Regions from separate parts of the Mus musculus genome. Here all the other regions are linked to region 3. The links are chromatin contacts, called in public Hi-C maps. All regions are on one chromosome and are shown on one strand. Each heading gives the region's core, a stretch centred on a gene start, on an enhancer-like site or on the middle of the called end of the contact. The rest is flanking DNA. Distances are from core to core; before and after follow the strand shown.

What was found. Hi-C and Micro-C count contacts between places; a contact is called where the count stands out from the background.
Region 1: a contact with region 3 is called in a Hi-C map of cortical neurons, with 1.9 times the contacts expected there. The contact joins the promoter of Ramp3 here to the enhancer-like site in region 3. A contact is called at or near these places in 3 of 39 promoter capture datasets (embryonic stem cells, hippocampal neurons and stem cell-derived epiblast-like cells), 4 of 484 Hi-C or Micro-C datasets (cerebral cortex, cortical neurons and embryonic stem cells), 1 of 115 datasets of contacts at active chromatin or transcription factors (astrocytes) and 2 of 9 other capture datasets (adipose tissue and liver).
Region 2: a contact with region 3 is called in a Hi-C map of cortical neurons, with 2.9 times the contacts expected there. The contact joins the promoter of Adcy1 here to the enhancer-like site in region 3. A contact is called at or near these places in 4 of 39 promoter capture datasets (3T3-L1-derived adipocytes, hippocampal neurons, liver and 1 more), 4 of 484 Hi-C or Micro-C datasets (cerebellar granule neurons, cerebral cortex, cortical neurons and 1 more) and 5 of 115 datasets of contacts at active chromatin or transcription factors (VIP interneurons, embryonic forebrain, embryonic hindbrain and 2 more).

What each region holds. Positions count from the first base shown.
Region 1 is chr11:6,657,232-6,659,931 of GRCm38.p6, reverse strand. It overlaps Ramp3 (receptor (calcitonin) activity modifying protein 3), which reads right to left and starts at 1,399. Exons shown (of 3, transcript NM_019511.3): 1 at 1,305-1,399. The coding sequence starts at 1,359. It also overlaps the pseudogene Gm11978.
Region 2 is chr11:7,062,019-7,064,718 of GRCm38.p6, reverse strand. It overlaps Adcy1 (adenylate cyclase 1), which reads right to left and starts at 1,286. Exons shown (of 20, transcript NM_009622.2): 1 at 484-1,286. The coding sequence starts at 1,119.
Region 3 is chr11:6,840,983-6,843,682 of GRCm38.p6, reverse strand. No RefSeq gene overlaps it. Among named protein-coding and RNA genes, the nearest start is that of Gm11981, 120 kb to the right of the region's middle. Within about 2 kb of position 1,307, at least 5 of the 459 cell types and tissues checked have an H3K27ac peak or open chromatin away from gene starts, as enhancers often do. A contact at or near this core is called in cortical neurons, where this site is marked.

The DNA.
Region 1 (2,700 bases), core at 150-2,649, 180 kb after region 3:
AGAAACAGTCAGGAGAGACATGGTTTCCTTCCAGATAAACTCTGGACCTCCTTCCTCTAGAAACCAAACTCCTCACCAGGGGAGCCTTGCACTGGAGGCTTGCTGAAATCCCAAAACAGCTCACTGCCTTCTGGAGGTGGTCACAGTCCCAGCCTTCAACATAAAACTACCCCAGCCTGAGCGCCCACTGTAGAACACGAAAAATGGTCTCACTCTGTAAGCAGAGACCTCTTCAAAGGGAGAGAACTAATTGTTGAGTCTGGCCCACCTCTGTCCCAACTCCCAGACCGCATCCCAAGTCATCAACACTGAGGAAGACACTACAAACAGGTCCAACTTCATCTTACAGCCAAGGAGGCTGAACCAGGAGAGTAAGGAAAACTCGGGACCATGGCCCTGGAGGACAGAGCCCCTCCACCTGGAGGGAGGATAGAGCCCCTCCTCCTGGAGGACAGAGCCCCTCCTCCTGGAGGACAGAGCCCCCTCCTGCCAACAGCTTCCCTCACAGTTCTAGCCAAGCACTGGCCTTGCCCAGCAAGCCCTCTCCTATCAAACCCTTCCACAGGCACTCATGCACACACATGCCCACACAGGCACACAGATACAATCAGGCACACCCAGAGCCACAGGTACATGCATACATGTGTGTACACAAGCATATACACATACACATACACATACATGTATCCTCTTATTTATCCTTGGGTAACTTCTTCAGTAAGATACTTCACTTTTTATTCTTTGAAATTTTACATATGTATACAAAGTATTTTGAGCATATCCACTCCTACTCTCCCCGCCCCATTAAACTCCCTCAGGCTCCTTTAATATGTCTCCCTACTAACTTTATTCCCTCCACACCCCTTTCAAAACAAGCTTAATATTTATCCCATTTCTATCTTGTGAAAGCAATGTTTCTCCCTGAGTCCGATTTTCTCACTGGAAAAGGATTCTAGCTACCTGCACCTGTGTGCCATGTGCCCGGGGCAGGATGGGAAAGAAACTCACTACCTCACCAAAGACCCTTCCCTGGACCCCAGAATATCTCTACCCCACAGGGAACTGTGCAGCCCTTGCAGCTCAAAGCCTTTTCCCTCAGCTCTTCTAAGGTTGGAGGAGTTATGAAGACCCTCCACAAAACCTGCAGGATGTGCTGGAGTCAGCGTGCCTGTGTCTTTTCCAAACTCTGGGGGGGGGGGGGGGGGGGGAAGAGCGCAGCCTAGGCTGGACGCGGGAAGGAGAGAGTCCGCGTGGGTCCCAAGGACCCGAGGAGATGGAGTACCCCGACCCAAATGTCTCCTTACCACAAAGCAGCAACAACAGTGGAAGAAGGTGCAGCCGCTGTGCTGGGGTCTTCATGGCCAACTAAGATGCAGCCGGCTTGCAGCAACAGCGACATTCGGAGGTAAGAGGCTTGGGGCGGGACCAGGGCGGGACCTCGGAGAGCCCCAACCCAGGCCACGCCCCCACCCCGCCCCTGACTCCCTCCGTTGCCTAGAATTCTCAGCTTCTCTCTGGAGGGGCAGGTGGTGGGGACAGGAGGTGGGGGTCGCGTTGGGATATAGACTGGAACAGAGGAAGGGGAAGTGCAGTCGGGTGGGAGAGCCAGTCCAGCGTGGCGGGAATGGAGAAGGGGTTCTAACCGGAAGACTGCAGGTTTGGTCTGGGGATGAGCCGGATTAACCTCAGTGTCAAACTGGGAAGCAAGCTGGAGAAATGAAGGGAGTTATGCAGTACAGGTTGATAGAGGGGAGCCAGGCAGAAGACAGACAAGAGGTTGAACTCGGAGAAACCCGGGGTTCATCCTTGCAGGTCCTGTGGGACCCCCCTAAGCCAGGCACATAAATTTAAGCAGAGACAAGTCTGAGAGCCCTGCCTGTCTCCAAGGGACAGAGAAGGGCATGAAGTGGGTTGCTGAGCAGATGGGGGGGGGGGGGGCATTCTTCCAGACTGAGGCACTGGGGAGGGGAGCTTGGGTGTGCACACATGCAAACACAAATGGCTAAGTCTGAAGCTAACTGAGGGCAGGCGGGTCAGTGACGGGGCCTCCAAGGACCTGGCTTCTGGAATCAGCAGGTAGAAAGAAAAGAAAAGGCCTCAGTTTCTCCCACCATAGACTACATCTGTCCCTCAAGCCCAGGACAGCTTCCTGTTCCCAATGTTGGGACCACTCCTCAGAAAGAGAAAAGCAGACCTCTTTGTCCTCCAAAGCTTATTGTCCCCCAGGAAAGCACTTGCTGGTCTGAGAGCTAAGGCCCAGACCTGGGAGGATGGCTTTCCCCACCTAAACAAGCACTTCTGTCTCCCACGCCCCATCACTGAGCTCAGCTCACCTTTCCTGACCTAGAAAGGCTCACTACAACTTTCTGTGAATTTTCACTGAGAAAATTCTGGTCGAAGCCAGAAACAAAAACAAACAAGCAAATAAACAAACAAAACCCTGTAACTACTTTAGGGCTGAAGAGATGTCACAGTGGTTAAGGGCACTTACAGGGGACCTGGGTTTGGTTCCCACAGGTACTGGAGGTAGCGCATGATCATCTGTATCGCCAGCTCCATGGGATCCAGTTCGTTCTGGCCTCTGAGGGTGCCGCACGCAATTGTGCACACCCATACATATAAACCAAAGAAATCTTAAAGATTAAAAAAAATAGCATTTTTAAAAACCAGTTAGCAAAGAGAACCTAGGAAGCCTGGGCT
Region 2 (2,700 bases), core at 37-2,536, 220 kb before region 3:
GTCCGCGAAATTGAGAAGCGAGCCCCAGATGCGCTCCAGGCGAGCTGGAGAGGAACCCAGGGGCTGCGCGCTCTGCCAGCCTAGAAGCCTGGCCTGGAGACCGCGCACCCTCCCACTTTTCAGTACCTCTACTGAGGGACACGGGTACAACCCGGCGCGGTGGATCAGGCTTGGGTCCCCCACTTGAGCTCGGTACCCTACTGCCTGACCTTGGGCCTGTCACCACCACCACCACCACCACACACCAGTCTCTCGTCTCCACCCTAAAGACGCTAGGGACTCTTATCTCGTAAGAAACACCGGGTGGAGGGTGCTAGCTCCTCCACTGCATCCTCAGTTTGCTGTTGACCTTGAACACCTGTCCCACCTTCAGAACCTCAGTTTCCCCACCTTCTCCATAGGAAGAACGTTAAACTCCTGCCACCTCCAGTGCTGCTGGCAGATGTGTCTCCAACCCAATGGGGGACTCGTGGTGCCACTTACCGTCCTCCAGAGACGTGGGCGCTTGGCAGGGACCAAGGCGGCTGTGACCAGTAAGTGCGAGGCAGCCACCACCAGCCCGAAGCCGATGGCCAGTAGGCTGCGCACGGGCAGCAAGGCATAGGACACGAAGGTGACCAAAAGGAGTTGCCAAACCCCCTGCTCGGCGACCGTCGAGCCCATTGCGCCTCCTGCAGAGCTCCTCGCGGGGCCGCCCAGCGCGAAGGGGCAGCAGAGTAGCGCGAAGGTGAGGCTGAAGAACAGCGCCAGCTGACCGACCTGCTGCAGCTGGGACACCTGCAGGGATCGGACATTGGTGACCACGAACAGCGCCAGGAAAAGGATGCAGTGCACTGGGTGCGACCCCTTGGCGAGGCCCGGCGCTGGCCCCGGTGCGCCCAGCAGCTCAGCCAGCGCCAGGGCGCCCGCCAGTAGGCTGAGCACAGCCAGCGCTTTCAGCGTGGCCGCCTGCTCCAGCCGCAACGTGTAGCCGCGGAACAGCGCCTCCAGCTCGGGGCACGCGAACTCCTCGCCACACGCCCGGAACCCACGCCGGCCGCCCGGCCCGGCCGCCCGCTCTGCGCCCCCGGGCTCGCCCGCGCCTCCGCCGCCGCCTTGGCCGCGCGGCGCCCCCGCCATCTCAGCGCCATGCAGCGGCCGCGGCCACGGGCGCGCCCCTCGCCGGCCCGGGGCGCCGGGGCGCCGGCCGGCGGCCCCGGGGCGGGCGGGCGGCGGGCGGCGAGGCGCCGGGGCGCGGGGCGGGCGGAGTTGGGGCGCCGGCTGCCCAGCGCGCGCGCCCCGAGCGCGTCCCCTCCCGCCCGCCGCGCCTGCGCACTGGCGCCCGCCCGCGCCCCGGCAGTGGTCCTCTGCGGCGACCGTGCTGCGACAGGCGAGCCCCAAGAGCCCCGATCCTGGGCGGACAGAGTCCGCGCCCAACTCAGCGCCCGGGATCCCGCACGCCCAAGGGGCCACGTGACCTTGGGCACCACTCCTGACTCTTTGAGCCTCGGTTTCCCCTCCTATGTACAGTGGAGCCCACCCCTCTATGAGTCTTCGGAGGCGTTTAAAAAACGCAGAAATTCCCAGTAGAGGGAGGAACAGCTCTGTTAGATTTGTATCCCCTCCGCAAGCAGAACCAGGTCACCCAAGAGGAGCCCTCACTCAGCTCCCAAGAGGACCCCTCACTCAGTGCCCACCGAGAAACCCCGAGAATCCCAGGTCACACATGCAAGGCGCTTTAAGTGACTGATTTGCCCACCACCTGGGTGGGTAGTGAAAGCTTTGCCTATTGACCTGAGCAAGAATAAAGCCCTGCAATGTCCAAGGAAGCTGTGAGGTCTAGGTGCAGGGATGGGTGAGGGAGGGCTGAAAGGAGAGATAAAATAGCGCGGCTCTCTCCTTAAATAGGAGCTGGCCATGCAAATGATGGCGAGACGTTTACTTCCAGCTGAACAAGTGGCAGGGACAGATTCGCCTCAGTTGCGGATCTTGGTGATGTCCATTCACTAAGGGAAGGGACCGGACAGAATTTCATTCGGTGCTCACTCAGGATGGCCCCCTGAGATCGCTCCCCTGTTCTCCTTTAGAGAGAGTCCCAGAGGACCCTGAGAGTAGAACAGATGCCAGGAGCTTGTGCCACCTCTGGATCCCACGGGTGCACCAGGAACTGTCTCTCACAAAATTTTGCAGCCCATATGCTGTTCTTCCTACTAGAGGCCCCGCTTCCAAATTTTCACTTTCAGTCCATCCTGACCAGACTGTTTTAGAAGACCCTGAGAATTCCCAGGGTAAGAGCCTGTGCCCCCCCCCCCACACATTATATAGGTACAGGAATTAGGATTTGAGATTTTCTCTAGAATTAGTTTGAGCCACATGAACTTGTCGTTTTTACAAAAATCTTCCTACTCAACATCTCCAACAGTTCATACTGAAGGTTTGCTGGAACCACTTGAAAACCAGTTAATCCCTGTTCTTGGAGCGGACTCCCGCTGTAAGACACTCCCAGCTCAGAGCCTGCCTGGCCCCAGTCAGCACCCAAGCTAACTGTTTTCACCCCAGTCCCTGCTCCTTCCATGAAGGTTCACACCTACTGCTCTGCAGCCTCATTTTCTGGTCATTTCTCTCTCCGTGTTCTTTTGGCAGAAACCCACGGAGAGCGTCAGCTGATGCTGAGAAGATGGTCTGGCCCCATCCTTAGGGCACTGCCTTGAAAAAGCATCC
Region 3 (2,700 bases), core at 58-2,557:
GCCCCTGGGTCATACTGACATTATTAGCCATCATGTATAATGATGCATGGTTAATACTGCTCTCCAATTAGCAGGACCTAGAGTCATCTAGGAGAGAGCCCCTGGGCATGCCTGTGAGTGTGAACTGAGGTGGGAGGCCTCACCCTAGCTGGCAGACTACAGAAGAAGGAAACAGGAGCTGAGCACTAACACGCAGGGCGCTCTGCTTCCTGAAGCTCTAGCCGCCATGACGTCCCTTCAACTGTAAACCAAATAAATTCCTCTTTTTCTAAGTTGCTTTCATCAGATGTTTGGTTGTAACATTTAAAAAATAACATATAACTGTCCTTCTATTTCCATTTCTTATTTATTATTTTTGGTCCTGGGTAGCATTATATTCATATAGATATAGCATTCACATAGACAGATAGTAAGAATATTATTATATCTCAAAGAGAGAAAATGTGAAGTTGAGTGGGCTGGGAGGTAGGAGGATATATGGAAGGAGTTAGGGGGAGGGGGGTGAATACAATCAAATTCATCATATGAAATTCTCAGAATTAATAAAAACATTATTTTAAAAATAGTGTTACATGCACAGTTAAAATAATCAAAAATAAATTAAAATAGCAGATGAGACAAGGAATGGCATTTTAATTACCGCCCCCCCAATTCTCTGCATGTTTCTTGATACTCTTTAACTAGACTGACTCATTTGCTCCTTGTTTCTATAGTTACTATAGTCTATGAAATATTTTAGTTGATGTTTTGAGGGTTTGAAATAAATCATTATTATTTTTTTTAATTCTAGCTTTTCCTTCTAGCCAGGTTGATTTCATGCCCAAAACCTCATGCGAAATAACTAGGTTCTAATTTTAGAAATGATTGGTCTTTCATGTCTAAATTACTCTAGCTCTTCCTTACGGCTAATAATTTTCTTTGCTTACTGTTTGATATTGTATCAGATTTTTAGCTTGGGTAAGTAAACAGACAGTCATAATGCAGGCTAAATCAGATAATAACAGTGTCATTTTTTGAATTCTTTTCTCAACAAAATTGTCCTTTCTCCACGCAACAAACATTAATGACAGTGGGCCAGACACAAAGCCAGACTTGTGGAAGATCAAGATTCTATGGACACAGCCCTACCTTAGTCCTCATTTTACAACCACAGAGGAAAATAGCTCCAACAGGAGTCATTTTGTAATACAGCCTGTTTACTTTCCATTGGCAAAATAAGACTGTTATTTAGTCTCTCTACAACCTCAGCTAATTGTACTGTGAGCTACACTGAAGACTAATTTCAGAGGAAAATGCGGGCTCACGAGGCACAGTCTCTTAGGTTACACATTCTCACTTTTAAAAATAATGTTGTCTCTACATGTCTTATGTTTTGAACACGAATCCTTTCCTAAAGCGTGCCTTTATTATTTTTAGTAAAGCCAGCCTGTCTGAAAGATTCCCAATTTCTGTGCCTGCACCGTGAGTGAGGTAGGTTTTGGCTCTAACATTTGTCCAATTTTGATTAAAAATAAATAATTGAACTGATTAGAATACCATGAGGCCATTGTCATTGACTGTTTTTGGACACTTTGAATATGAAGAATCAACCCAAGTTTTTGAGTCAAGAGAGCTGGAGGCACTCCAAGGTAGGCTGGAGTCGGAGTGTGTTAGGATTCCCAGAGCCTTCCAGCCCTAACGGTGGCCCATACCCGAATCCTGTGGAACTGAACCCTATGAACTGGAGTTAGTGTGATTAAGAGGTATGACTAGGCACCATATCAAAGGACATATAAATTTACATATTTACAATATTCGTATACATATTTACAATACAGATGGTCATCAGAACAGGCTGTGCTGATAGGATTGGGGAATTCATTGAATCTTAGTTCCACTATCAAGATCAGTAGCCAGCCAGCTGGACCCAGTTAATATTCCTCTGTTTCTCTTAGAAGAAACCCTGTCATTTGCACTGTAGGTGTTTTATATCTAAAAAGAAGTTCTCCAAAAACAGGGCTCCTTTTGGAAGATATAAAATAAGTCTCTGTCAATCTATAAACTAGATTTTCTTCCAGCTACACTGAATAATGAAAGGATTATTTTATGGCAATAAAAAAAAAAAAGATTGGAATCTTTTTAAAGATGAAGACCCAGATCAAATAAAGTATGGAGACTTGGGTGAGCACAGAATAAGAACATTGTCAGTGAGAAGCGGTGATACCGTCACTGCTGCCGGGAGTTTTCCTGAGACCAACATCCCCAGTATCCCTGTTGTTTCAGGATCTCAGACATCTCTGTTGTTTAAGAGAACACACCAGGACAGAGTCCGAGGATCTCAGACAGTTTTCCAAAGCTCTAAATATAAAAAAAAAAAACTTAAGGGCCGGGCGTGGTGGCGCACGCCTTTAATCCCAGCACTTGGGAGGCAGAGGCAGGCAAATTTCTGAGTTCGAGGACAGCCTGGTCTACAGAGTGAGTTCCAGGACAGCCAGGACTATACAGAGAAACCCTGTCTTGAAAAAAAAAACAAAAACAAAAACAAAAACAAAAAACAAAACTTAAGGACTGTGTTCTAAAGGCTGAGTATCAGAAGAAACGTCGCCAGTGGGGTTTTACACTCTGTTCCTGTGGTTTGAGATGACTGTCCCCATACTCCCTGGCGCCCATGCAGCTGTGCTCTCAGAAGGAGCTGGCACACAGGGAGAGTGAGACCCAGCC